Linked DNA regions of Zea mays: region 1 is linked to region 2. Evidence: chromatin contacts called from public Hi-C data. All regions are on one chromosome and are shown on one strand. The core of a region is the stretch at or near the end of the contact, and the rest is flanking DNA. Distances in the headings are between cores, read along the strand shown.

The links. Hi-C and Micro-C count contacts between places; a contact is called where the count stands out from the background.
Region 1: a contact with region 2 is called in a Hi-C map of leaf, with 8 times the contacts expected there. The contact joins the promoter of LOC100382772 here to the promoter of LOC103626829 in region 2. A contact is called at or near these places in 8 of 25 Hi-C or Micro-C datasets (bundle sheath, ear, endosperm and 3 more).

The regions. Positions count from the first base shown.
Region 1 is chr5:121,035,693-121,041,684 of Zm-B73-REFERENCE-NAM-5.0, forward strand. LOC100382772 (putative calcium-dependent lipid-binding (CaLB domain) family protein) reads right to left here and starts at 3,265. Exons shown (of 9, transcript NM_001175481.1): 1 at 3,174-3,265; 2 at 2,748-2,827; 3 at 2,365-2,449; 4 at 1,983-2,058; 5 at 1,587-1,750; 6 at 1,276-1,393; 7 at 1,064-1,180; 8 at 884-979; 9 at 274-748. The coding sequence starts at 2,778. The coding sequence ends at 467.
Region 2 is chr5:120,850,109-120,856,606 of Zm-B73-REFERENCE-NAM-5.0, forward strand. It overlaps LOC103626829, which reads left to right and starts at 5,016. Exons shown (of 22, transcript XM_008647179.4): 1 at 5,016-5,812; 2 at 6,297-6,384; 3 at 6,477-6,498. The coding sequence starts at 5,207.

The DNA.
Region 1 (5,992 bases), core at 2,015-4,514, 180 kb after region 2:
GAAAAAAATCACACCATTTTCTGGTGGCAAAAACATGATACAGTGCCAACACCACGGAAAAACCGGAGCCATGTGATCTAGTTTTTTGAACTGCCAAGACCCTTGCCACAGATAATGCACACCATTTACTGTGGCAAAAAATTTTACCCGCAAGATAGCAAAACAAACCCACAATTCTATTTTGCGTCGTTTTGCATGTAATGGACATTGATATCAACAAATCGAGAGGACATTGATTGTTATAAACTGCATGGTGAACCTTGAATTTAGATTAGAAAAAAAGGAGTTTCTTGTGAATCATCTCTCAAATTTTAGTATCCACAACACACCTTTTAGCGATTCAGATCTTTATTTTGAAGAGAGCCCTTGCCAATTACCAAAATATAACAATTTCTCTTGGCAACAAAAGCAAAACAAATTCTTTGTATCCCACACCCATTATAAAGGTGGCAACTTGAGCAGATTTCTACACGTTAAGCGGCATCCACTCCATCTCCAACTCCAGCTCGCCGGACTCGGTGTGCTGCAGCTTCAGTGCCATCCCTTGCTTCACCTTGCCACCAGAGACCACCACGGCGCTGTCCCTGACGAGAGCGTTATCCTCGGACTTGAGCCACCGGCCGATCTGAATGTCGCCCAGCAGCTCCGGGTCGCCAAATGCTGCGGCAGCGTTGATCATTGTCTGCAGGTCGATCTCGGCCTCACCCATGAGGTCGTCCTTGGACACCATGTCATGATCGAACACTTGCTGCTTTCATTGTTGCGTGAGTGAAAGAACGGATCAAAGGGTTTGTTCAAGTTGGCATAATTATTGGGACCCTCAAAATTTAGATGGCATTATCTGTTACTGTATGTGATATATAGTAATGGTGTAGTTCATTACCAGCTTCAGAGGTCCATATTGCTGGGGAACAGAGAGCTTCAGTTCTTCATTCCAGACAGGATTCAGGTTGCCATTGATTACTGAAGTTTGTGCTTTCTGCAATCAACAAGAGGGCGCTGTAATTTGATAACAAAGTATATGTTTATTTTGTTGTGATTCTAACAAAACGACCAAAATTACCTGTTGCCCAAGTGTCAGGACGACATAAGGGTCACTGCTTGACATATCCCTGATGGCTAGGTTGGTGCCTCCAATCACCTTGACATTCAATATTCCAATGAACTCGATCATGCCGACCTGCAAAAACGAAAAAAAAGAATCACTACACCCAAATACCGGGCAACAAATTAGTGACCATACATATAGTAAATGTTCAATTTGGGCAGCCATACTTGACTCTTGGAACCATCAGAATGAGAAGCATTTCCGGCATGTTTTCCAGAGTCACTAGGCTGATGAGAAACAATGCGCAAGCTTGGCTTCAGAAATTCCTGCAGCTCATATTTAGACCTGAAACAATGGAAATACATACTTCGGTAGCTGACAACTTATGACAGGGAGAATATGGATCACGCGCTTCAATAAAAATGCCTTCTGCAGATCAAGCTTGGAAAGAAAACAAGTAGACACCAATCTTCAAAGAACTTGGCAAAATTTCTTGTGTCCATTGGGAAAAAAAAATCGTTTCCAGATAACCACAAACCTGATGAATTTTTCTCGCTCTTCCTGGGTAGAATCTGAATGTGGCTTCTGGTAGCCCTCTGGTATAAAAGCCTCATATATTGCGTTTGCCTGAGAATTCCCACCAACTTCTATCATGGAGTCAACTTCACTGTCAGACCACTTGTCCAGTGTCACTGACAGAACCTGTGTCAGATAAACATTAGGTTCATTATATGTATTAAGGACGATATTACCATGGAGTAATACTGCAGACTAACAAACAATTGCATTTTGCATGTTGTATTGCTACCTGCAAAGATGGTATCATTGCTAGCAGACAGTAATAAACTCTAAAAACAAACAAAAAAAGGAAAGAAAAATAGAAAGAAAGAAACATGTAAGGTAATTTCTGGTTTTAGTGTGTGACTACAAAAACCTTTGAAATATGTGTACCGAGACTTCTATGGACGCCAGAACATTTTACGCAAATGAATACCCCAATATTAGCTGATCTGCAAAGATAAACCTCAGTTATTTGTGTTTCTCCAGCCACAAAAGTTTGAAGCAAAGGCCTATGCATAGTATACAGACCTGGTTATGTTAAAAAGAAAAGAATGGGGAACCAAACAGAGGATTTTCCAAATTATATTGCAAGGTTATGCATGATTTATTATTGCTCTACATGTTCTACTCATATGTCTTCCACAAATGCATTGCCAGCTGCCAGGGCTGATATCCAAATGGGAGAAAAGACAGAAAGTTCAAGCAAACTGAAATTGAGCACATGGTGACCTATTCATGCTCACACAAATACTTACGCCCATTTGGGATCAGATGCACCACAGTCAGCACAAATGTGGTTTTCACTCTTTTGCAACAACTCCTTCAGTTTCGCCATCTTAGCTGGAAGGCAAAGGTGAATGTGAGTTCATAATATAAGCGAAGCTGCTGTGACCTTAATACATAATATAAGTATACTTGATAGAGAAAACTAGTGGCTGTACCATAAATGTAGCAAAAAGTGTCAAAAATTGGAAAGCCTTCAGGGAAAAAATTGCACTTGTGTTTTCGGCAGATCGTGTGTGCATTATCACGAACATATATGTATTTGCTCAAGGTTGCTACAGAATATTCCAGTGCGAGCACCAGGAATTTGTGCCATGCCACTCCGAGGTGGTCACAGAAAGCCATTTACGCATACCTGAGGTCGCAGTGTCACCATGCCCACTCATCTTGGGTGCAAGAAAGCTCGGCCGCAAATGCGTCAAATCGTACTCAATCCTGCCAAATGGATGTTGAGCACGAAAAAAACGTGAATAAAAGAAGCATGTAAATTCCAAAGTTTGAAGAATACCGTTGGGATTACTGAAAGCGGAGAGTACTTGCTTCCAAATTCCTAGCCAACGTGGCCACGCAATGCGTAGATTTTACTGTGAATTGGGACCAAGCGCAGGTGGCAGCCCAATTACTCAGAGAAGAATCGCGAATCGCAAGTCTACACAGCGCCAACTACCCCATGCGATTCAGCATCGGAGAAATCAGGAGCCCAAACGAACGCGATTGATGGGGACGAATGCGCCACAGATCAGGGGTACCCAAATGATGAAAGAAGTGTATAATTGCTTACCGAGAGAGAGCGACTGCCGGATCAGCTCCGACTCCTTTGCCCCTTCCTACGCGATGGGTTCAGGATGCAGCTCTGAGAGCCCGAGATCTTCCTCCGCTCCCTCCGTTCACCTCCCCTTCCCTCCCCTCTGATCACTAGAACTAGAACAGGTGGTCCACGTGGCCTGGTCGGCTGTTCACACGTGCCACAGGAGGCTGACGGTCTGGCCCATGTGCAGGGTTTTTTTATTATTCTCGGGGCAAATTGCAAACTTGCAAGACTACCATTTTCCTGCGAAAACGGACAAAAAATCCGGTTTCATATACGATATTCTGTTTTTATCCATACGTTTTCGTATTTGTGGAAAAAAAAACGATAACGAAACGGGATGTTATCTTATGTATATGTAATTTCGTGGTTTATGATTAAAGAATGTTGATGAAAAAAGTATTGCCTTTGCGCAACATGTTGATCTTTAAAAACATATGTTTTTTTTTGCTAACTTTTAAACTTGTGAAGTTGTTATTTATAGTGTCCTAAACTCTTAATATTGGAGTTTGTTGAGTGATTGCATAATATTGTATATTTCGGACAAAGTTTTCGGTTACTATCCGTTTTTGTTATATATCCATTCGTTTTAATCCGTTTTTGTGTAATCATATATTGCACAACCGTTTTCGTTTCTGGCACCGCTCCCGCTTCCGCTCCCGTTTTCAATAAAAAATATGGTAACATAAATATGAGTGGAGTTTTTCCGATCGTTTTGGTTCAATTCATCCCTAATTGTGACGTTCATGCCCCATCCCACCCCAAAACTTTTCTTTAAACACTGGCGCTAAGAAATCCGAAAGAATTCGGATGTTTGCCACATGACGTAACACCGACATTGGCACTTTGTCAGTAAGTTTATTGCAATTTGATTTTGTGTCTTTGATGCGCGATGACGTGGTTATATAGAGTTTAAGGTCCCTCGCGATGTAACATGAATTCTAAAAGGTTGTATCTGGAGATGCCATTGAGGTCCCGATTTAGAATTAATCTATTAAAAGATAGGAATATAAACGAGTAAACAAGGACATAGAAACATTTTTCATCCCCGTTTTCTATGGGTATTAGTTAAGCTTGCACGTGACGATGTTTTCGTGTAATAGTTAATGATATAAATAAATAATTACTTTGTCAAGAGATCTCTTATTTTACACATATATTCATTTTAATGTACACATAATAATTTTTACATCTAATCTAACAATGTATATAAGTAACAATATTTTACATTAATAACAAAAAACACACGTTCTAATTTTAATTGAAGTGAGGATGAGGATCCCGTCGGCCTCGCGAGGTCGATGATGGAGAATAAAATGTCTCCCACAAGCGTCCATTGAGATCCCCGCTGAGAAATTTCATCCGGGAACGAGAATGAGAAGCTATTCCCCAACAGGGAATTTTACGTTGCCATGCCTAGTTGTATCCAACCCTAATATAACACCCTGAATTTAGGGGTATAAAATTTTTTCTTCAATATCTACCAAATTCAGATGTTACCTCTTGTCTCTCTCTAGACTTCTCCTCCCTTTTTATTAGAATGAGGGATTAACTATTTATTTAATATAGCAAAATCTATGTGAGTCATGAAATGTTGCATCGCGCTGAGCCTAAATTATTTTTTTTGTTTGATGCACATGTTTGAATTATTTGAATTGAACTGGGTTTGAATTTGATTTGAAATCCATAGAGAAAATTAAAAAGAAAAGCATTTGGAAACTTCTAGGAAAATAGGAAAACCGTCTTTGGCCCGTTAAGACCAGCTCCGCCCAGCTGCCCCCCCCCCCGCTCCGCCTGACAGGTGGGTCCCACCAGTCAGCATCAGCCGCGCTCGCACACTCTCTTTCTCTCTCCCTGCCCGGTGGGGCCGACTGTAACACCCTGAATTTGGGGTATAAAATTTCTTTTCTAAAATCCACCAAATTCAGGTGTTACTCTCTCATTTCCTTACTTTCCTTCTTTTTTTTCTAAATAATGAAGAGTTATTTTATTATATATATAAGTTTTAGCGTAGTAAAATAGAATCCTAGAGAAGCTTCGATTGTTGCATTCATGCCATTGCATAGTGTTTGAGTGCAAATTATTATCGTAACAGGTTAAAATATATCGAGGATATTCCCAAGAGTTGTTGGAATCCTCGGAACGTTTCCTCGGGTATTAAATATGAAATTGATTTTTTTTCTAATATTATTTAAATAACTAAAATTTAGCATTTGCGAAAAACTATAAAATTCTGGAAACTCGATAATATATGTATATATTTTCCTCTCATCGAGTCCGTTCTAGATCTCATATCCTTTTCGCGGGATCGTTAAAACATCTCTCCTCGCAAACGTCGTGCTACTCGTGTCTACCCCGTCGTCTATCCTTGGCGTCTACCCTCGGTATGTTACCCTGTCTAATCCTATGTCTATCCTCCATCTAGCTTCGCTTTCGTCTACCGTTGGTACTCCCAGTCGTCGCTTCACACAATTACTCCATCCTTTTTAGTCATCACTTGACAACCGCCTCTCTCGTCTAGTCATGTCGTGATCCGCAGCGAAATTGGCAACCACCTCTCGTGCCCTATTTTTATATATAGGTACCCCTGCCATTGCCTAATCGCTTGTCACTTCGTCCTCAGATCCAAATCAGGTAGCAGCGGTTATTGGTCATCGCGTACGCAGGTGAGTCTCTCGTCCCTCCCTTTGACGTCCTCTCCCCTTTAGCGTGCTGTGTCGTAGGCCCCTGGCCGCGGTCCTCTCGCCCCTCCTCTTCTCCATTGCGCGCAGCGGCCCGGCAGCCCGATGTCC
Region 2 (6,498 bases), core at 3,766-6,265:
AAAGGTATACCGGTCGATGATAGGTTCTTTACTCTATCTATGTGCTTCACGACCGGACATTATGCTTTCCGTATGCATGTGTGCAAGATTCCAAGCCGACCCTAAGGAAGCTCACCTTACGGCCGTAAAACGAATCTTGAGATACTTAGTTTATACTCATAAGTTTGGGCTTTGGTACCCTCGGGGATCCACATTTGATTTAATTGGTTATTCGGATGCCGATTGGGCGGGATGTAAAATTAATAGAAAGAGCACATCGGGGACTTGCCAGTTCTTGGGATGGTCTCTGGTGTCTTGGGCTTCAAAAAAGCAAAATTCCGTCGCTCTTTCTACCGCCGAAGCAGAGTATATTGTCGCAGGCCATTGTTGCGCGCAATTGCTTTGGATGAGGCAAACCCTTAGGGACTATGGTTACAAATTAACCAAAGTTCCTCTTCTATGTGATAATGAGAGTGCAATCCGCATGGCGGATAATCCCGTTGAACATAGCCGCACTAAACACATAGCCATTCGGTATCATTTTCTAAGGGATCACCAACAAAAGGGGGATATCGAGATTACATATATTAACACCAAGGAACAATTAGCCGATATCTTTACCAAGCCACTTGATGAACAAACTTTTAACAAACTTAGGCATGAGCTAAATATTCTTGATTCTCGGAATTTCTTTTAATGTCTTGCACACATAGCTCATTCATATACCTTAGATCATGTCTCTTTTATATGCTATGACTAATGTGTTTTCAAGTGTATTTCAAACCAAGTCATAGATTGAAAGGGAACGAAGTCTTCAGCAAAGACAAAGGCTTCCACTCCACTCCATCAAGTTACTCATCCTTCGCCGTCGCTCCACACCACTCTCCAACTTTGGTATAATCTTCACTCATAGTTTTGCTTGCCAAAGGGAGAGAAAGTAGTTATAAAGAGGGCTTATATTTCACTCAAGTATCCATTTTTGGCGATTCATGCCAAAGGGGGAGAAAGTATTAGCCCAAAGCAAAAGGACCGCACCACCACCTAATTTTAAAATAAAGATTTTCAAATTGATATCTTATTGTGTTCAAAAGGGGGAGAAAGTAGTATCTTCAAAAAAATGCAAAACCCTCTTGAACACTAAGAGGAGGATTTCATTATGGGGGAGTTTTGTTTTAGTCAAAGGAAAAGCATTTGAAACAGGGGAGAAAATATCAAATCTTGAAAATGCTTCTTAAAATCTTATTCATGTATCCTTTGACCAATTGCAAAAGGACTTTGAAAAGAATTTACAAAAGAATTTGCAAAAACAAAACATGTGGTGCAAGCGTGGTCCAAAATATTAAAAAATATAAAGAAACAATCCATGCATATCTTATGAGAATTTATTGGCTCAATTCTTAGCAATCTTTGCACTTACAATTATGCACTTCTATATTTGCTTTGGTTTGTGTTGGCATCAATCACCAAAAAGGGGGAGATTGAAAAGGAAATAGGCTTACACCTTTTCCTAAATAGATTTTGGTGGCTAAATTGCCCAACACAAAATAATTGGACTAACTAGTTCGCTCTAGATTATGAGTTCTACAGGTGCCAAAGGTTCACAACAAGCGAATAAAAAGACCAAAGATGGGTTCAAATAAAGAGAGCTAAAGACATCTCAAAGGCACCCTGGTCTGGCACACCAGACTGTCCGGTGCACCACCGGACAGTGTCCGGTGCACAGGGAACTCGAAGCTAAACTTACCACCTTCGGGAAAATGGGAGGCCGCTCCGCTATAATTCACCGGACTGTCCGGTGTGCCAGCGGAGCAACGGCTACTTCGCGCCAACGGTCGACTACAACCGCATTCAATGCGCTACAGTGCGCGCCAGAGTCAGAGCACACACAGTTGGCGCACCGGACAGTCTACAAGACCTGTCCGGTGCACCACCGGACAGCCCAGAGGTCCCACCAGTCAGAGCTCCAACGGTCGAACCCTAACGGCCAGGTGACATGGCTGGCGCACCGGACAGTGTCCGATGGCGCCATGCGGCAGCAGCCTCCACCAAACGGCTAGTTTGGTGGTTGGGGCTATAAATATCCCAACCACCCCACATTCAATGGCATCCAAGTTCCCCACCTTCAACACATTACAAGAGCTATAGCATTCAATTCTAGACATAACCAAAGAGATCAAATTCTCCCCCAAGTCCGGAATCACTCCAAATCAAATAGTGACTAGAGAGAGCGACACTTGTGTTCATTTGAGCTCTTGCGCTTAGATTGCTTTTTTTTCTTTCTCATTCTTTCTTGTGATCAAACTCAATTGTAACCGAGGCAAGAGACACCAATTGTGTGGTGGGCCTTACGGGAACTTTGTGTTCCATTTGATTGAGAAGAGAAGCTCACTCGGTCTAAATGACCGTTTGAGAGAGGGAAAGGGTTGAAAGAGACCCGGTCTTTGTGACCACCTCAACGGGGAGTAGGTTTGCAAAAACCGAACCTCGGTAAACCAAACCCTTGTGTCATACTCTTTATTAGCTTGGGATTTGTTTTCCGCCCTCTCTCTCGGACTCGTTTATATTTCTAACGCTAACCCGACTTATAGGTGTGCTTAAGTTTATAAATTTCAGATTCGCCCTATTCACCCCCCTCTAGGCGACTTTCATATGGATTTGCCATCTCTTGGCAGATGGGTAACATGACTTGTGGGTAAAGATGTGCAACCTCTGCAGAGTGTAAAACTGGTATACTAGCCGTGCTCACGGTCATGAGCAGCTCGGACTATCACATGATTAATCTATGGAATTAAAACTCAATTTGTCATTTGCATCGCATTGGGATTATTTATTTATTACTTTTCTTTATTATTATTAAGGTTTGATATTTACTTATACTTAGTAACTGCTAATAAAATTTTAACCAACTTATAAAAGCAATGCTCAGCTTCAGCCTTTATTTTGTTGATCAGCCTTACACTTCACATGAACTCCCACCTTTGGTGAGTTCATGCACATTATTCCCCACGACTTGTTGAGCTATGAATGTATGTGAGCTCACTCTTGCTGTCTCACACCCCCACAGGAGAAGAACAGGTGGTCGAAGAGGAGCCGCCTAACACTGAGGCTTTCGACTTGATCTAGGTGGCGTCTCCCAGTCAGCTTTGTGGCGCCAGGGAATAATATTTAGTTCGCTTTATTTTATCATTTATTTTTGTAAGACTTTCGCTATGTAATAAGTATATTTATGATATTTATGACATTTATCTCTATGCACTCTGTTCTTATATGTGTTGTCTTCTCTGGCGCATATATGAGATGCACTCGGTTTTGTTCCTTAAATCCGGGTGTGACACTAACCTATTCCTGATCAGGAGGGTGTCGACGTGCTCCGAAAAGGTTCCCTATATACACAGACACTAGTAAACATCAATCCAAGCCGTGTTCAACTCCCTAGGTCATATCGATTGTAAAGAGCCGATCGCTCTCCCCGAGCTCGCATCGGATCCATGCCTCGGTAGCACGCGGAGTCGATGGCTCTCAAAACCCCGCTCCGTCCGCATGGAGCGGACCTGACCTACTATGGCTAAAGCTTCACCACATGACCGGAACATCCTACACGTAATTAGGCCTAGGGGTCATGACGGTGCATTAATGCTGGTTACATTCAGAGGCTTAAGAATCGGCACGAGCCGACTCCCGGAACAGATGCCAGCCGCCCATCAAGTCACTGGAACGTCCAACTACCATGCAAGGCCTAGCTAGGAGGATATTAGATAGATCTTTCATAAACCAAACACTAGCCGTGACAGACCGGATCCGCCACATGGAGACGCAATGGGGTGCCGCTCTCTCGCTCGGGGACCTCACGTGACGACGGCAAAGCACTCACAATCGGTAGACAATATACGTATTATAATGATCCTGCCGATGCATTTCTCTAGGTACTACGATAACTAGTGCATCTCGCCATAAAAAACGCTCCAGTACGAGAAAGCACCAAGATTTTACGAATAAGAACAACACCGCCCTGATCGCAAAGCATGATCAGGGCGACGTGACACTTACCCGTGGAGAACCCTGAAACAGGGGTGGCGATGCGCCAAAGCTTGCGGTCATAATCCTGTGGAGATTTACGATTACCCTAGTAAGTGTTTACATGTACATATTTATAGTCCCAGGGACTCTCTAACCCTAGTGTAACTGATGAGTTCTATCTTTTCCTACTCTTAAGCTAACTTATCATCACACAAATTGTGGATGCTTATCCTGGGGTGCTCTCGCGCAGGGGCACGTCCTTCTGTTCCTTCGGGCCGTTCTTCGCGACCCATCCTGCGTTGCGGCCTGTCTCGGGCTCAGCTGAAATCCGGTGATAACAGGTGTCCCATTGTAGTTGTAGGATTTTCTTTAGAAGTATTAGAGACTTAGAGATATTTTCTATGGTTTAAAAACATTATTGCCCTTTTATTCTAAATTATTTTATTCTAAATTATACGATGCTTTTTTATTTATATAGCAAAAGCTATGTATCTAGTGGTACCAAAGGTATGAAGTGGTGATTTTTATATCAAAAGTTTTTTAAGAAAATCTTCTTGGAACTCATTTAAACATTGTAAATATGCAAATTAGAGTGTTGTGACAAATAATTGAGGAATATAGTTCATCAGATTTTAAAGTTTAGAAGAAAAACCTAAACTACAAAGATAGTTTAGAGGTAAAAGCCTAAAATAGACTTTATTAGGAAGAGATATACAATGCAACGAAACACCTGGTGCAACCGCGGTACAGGGATGAAGGTAAGAAGACTCTTTTATATATTTTTTTCAAAAATCCCACCTTTCTATGGATATTTTTTAAAAGTTTTTTCCAACCTTCATCTTTGTGTCTGCAAAGTTGCACAAATGTGTTTAATTATACCAGATTTATTACCTTTTAATAAACACTGAACATGGGCCCGTCCGAGGCCAGGCTTTGCTTTTCCAGCTCGGCAACGTGCAACGTAGATCCCTTCAAACCCGCGCCCGAGGAACTAGCCGTTGCCATCCCCCCACTTCGCCCACTACCTCCCAATCCCAAGTCCCAACTCGCTCCCCATTCGCCTCCCTCCCACCCGGCTCCTGTCCTCTTCCCCTCCCCAACCAGCCTCCCTCAAATTCGCCGATCCCCAGTAGCGAAACCCACACTCGACAATCCTCTATCAGAATCCCGCTCCCCTACACCACGGTAGCTGAGAAGACGGCCGGCGAAGATGATGTTCACGGAGGGCCTCGACGAGTCGGCGATCAGCTGGATCAAGCAGGGCATGGACTCCCCAGCCTCAGCCCCAGCCCCCGCACCCCCACGGTCCCCGCTGTCGGAGCGCCCGCCGCTGGGACAGGTGGCGGCGGCGCCGAGGAGCCCCGCGCTGCACGCCAGGCCGTGCGGGGCCGGCGCAGGCGTCGGTTTCTTCTCCCCCAAGGGCCTCCCGCAAGTGCGGGTGAACGGGACGCACCACTCGGGCCTGCTCGGCCGCCACTCCGTGCTCCTCTCGGTCGCGGACTCCGATGAGTGGGAGGACGAGAGCGTCGCATCGTGGGGCATGCCCGAGGACTGCTACGGCGGCGGCAACTTCTCCGAGACCGGCGACGAGGCGTGCTCCAGCGACTCCAGACTCATGCGGAGGGCCATGGACCGCTGCGGCGGAGGGTGGGATGAGGAGGTCACGTCGCAGCTGAGCAGGAAGGGCGGCGGCGGCGGGATCGTGCGGGGGCAGTCCAAGGAGTTCCTGCGGGTGGAAGTGCGAGGTGCGGGAGCGTTCGATGCCGGGAAGTGCTCCGGTTCCGGGGCACAACATCCAGTGGACTCCATCTCGCAGGTACGGCTTCTCTTCTGTAGCCAGACGCCAGTGATAATATCTCATGTTTCCACTACGAACACTGCGAATATTTAGTTCTGTTATACCACTTTTTTAGATAAAATGTCTCCCCCGCTTTATTTCTGGGAATTATGAAACAACAGTTCTCACACTCTAAGCATATCAGCATATTTGAGGGTGCCCACCAAAACCAATTTTACCCTCACAGGTACTTACTACTAGGGATAGTGTCCTAAACTCAATTCTCAACCTGGCATGTCAATCAAACTATATCTCTAATGGGAATGCATCGTGCACGCCTGCCTAAGCTTGCGGAATCTGAGAGTTTTTCTTGCCACCATGTTAATCTTGGCTGTTGCTTTGGGCAACACCACCTTAACATCTGCCAGACACCTGTCCCTGGAAACACATAGCACTCTATATAGTCCATAGAACATCAAAAGTCAGAGTCAGTTTCATAAATCTGTTCTCCTTTTATATACAGGGACGCTACTTTGAGGAGCAGGTATTGGGGACTCCTAGTGCCCCTCCAATTGCAGGGGTCGAGGAGGATGTTATGTTTCATGCAGTTGGTAAGGACATCAGAGACTGTGATAGAAATTCATTGATTTAACTTGTCCTGGAAATGGTGTTTTCCTTGGCATTCATATGGTATTGCAAACAGAAAGGGCTGAAATGGATGGAGG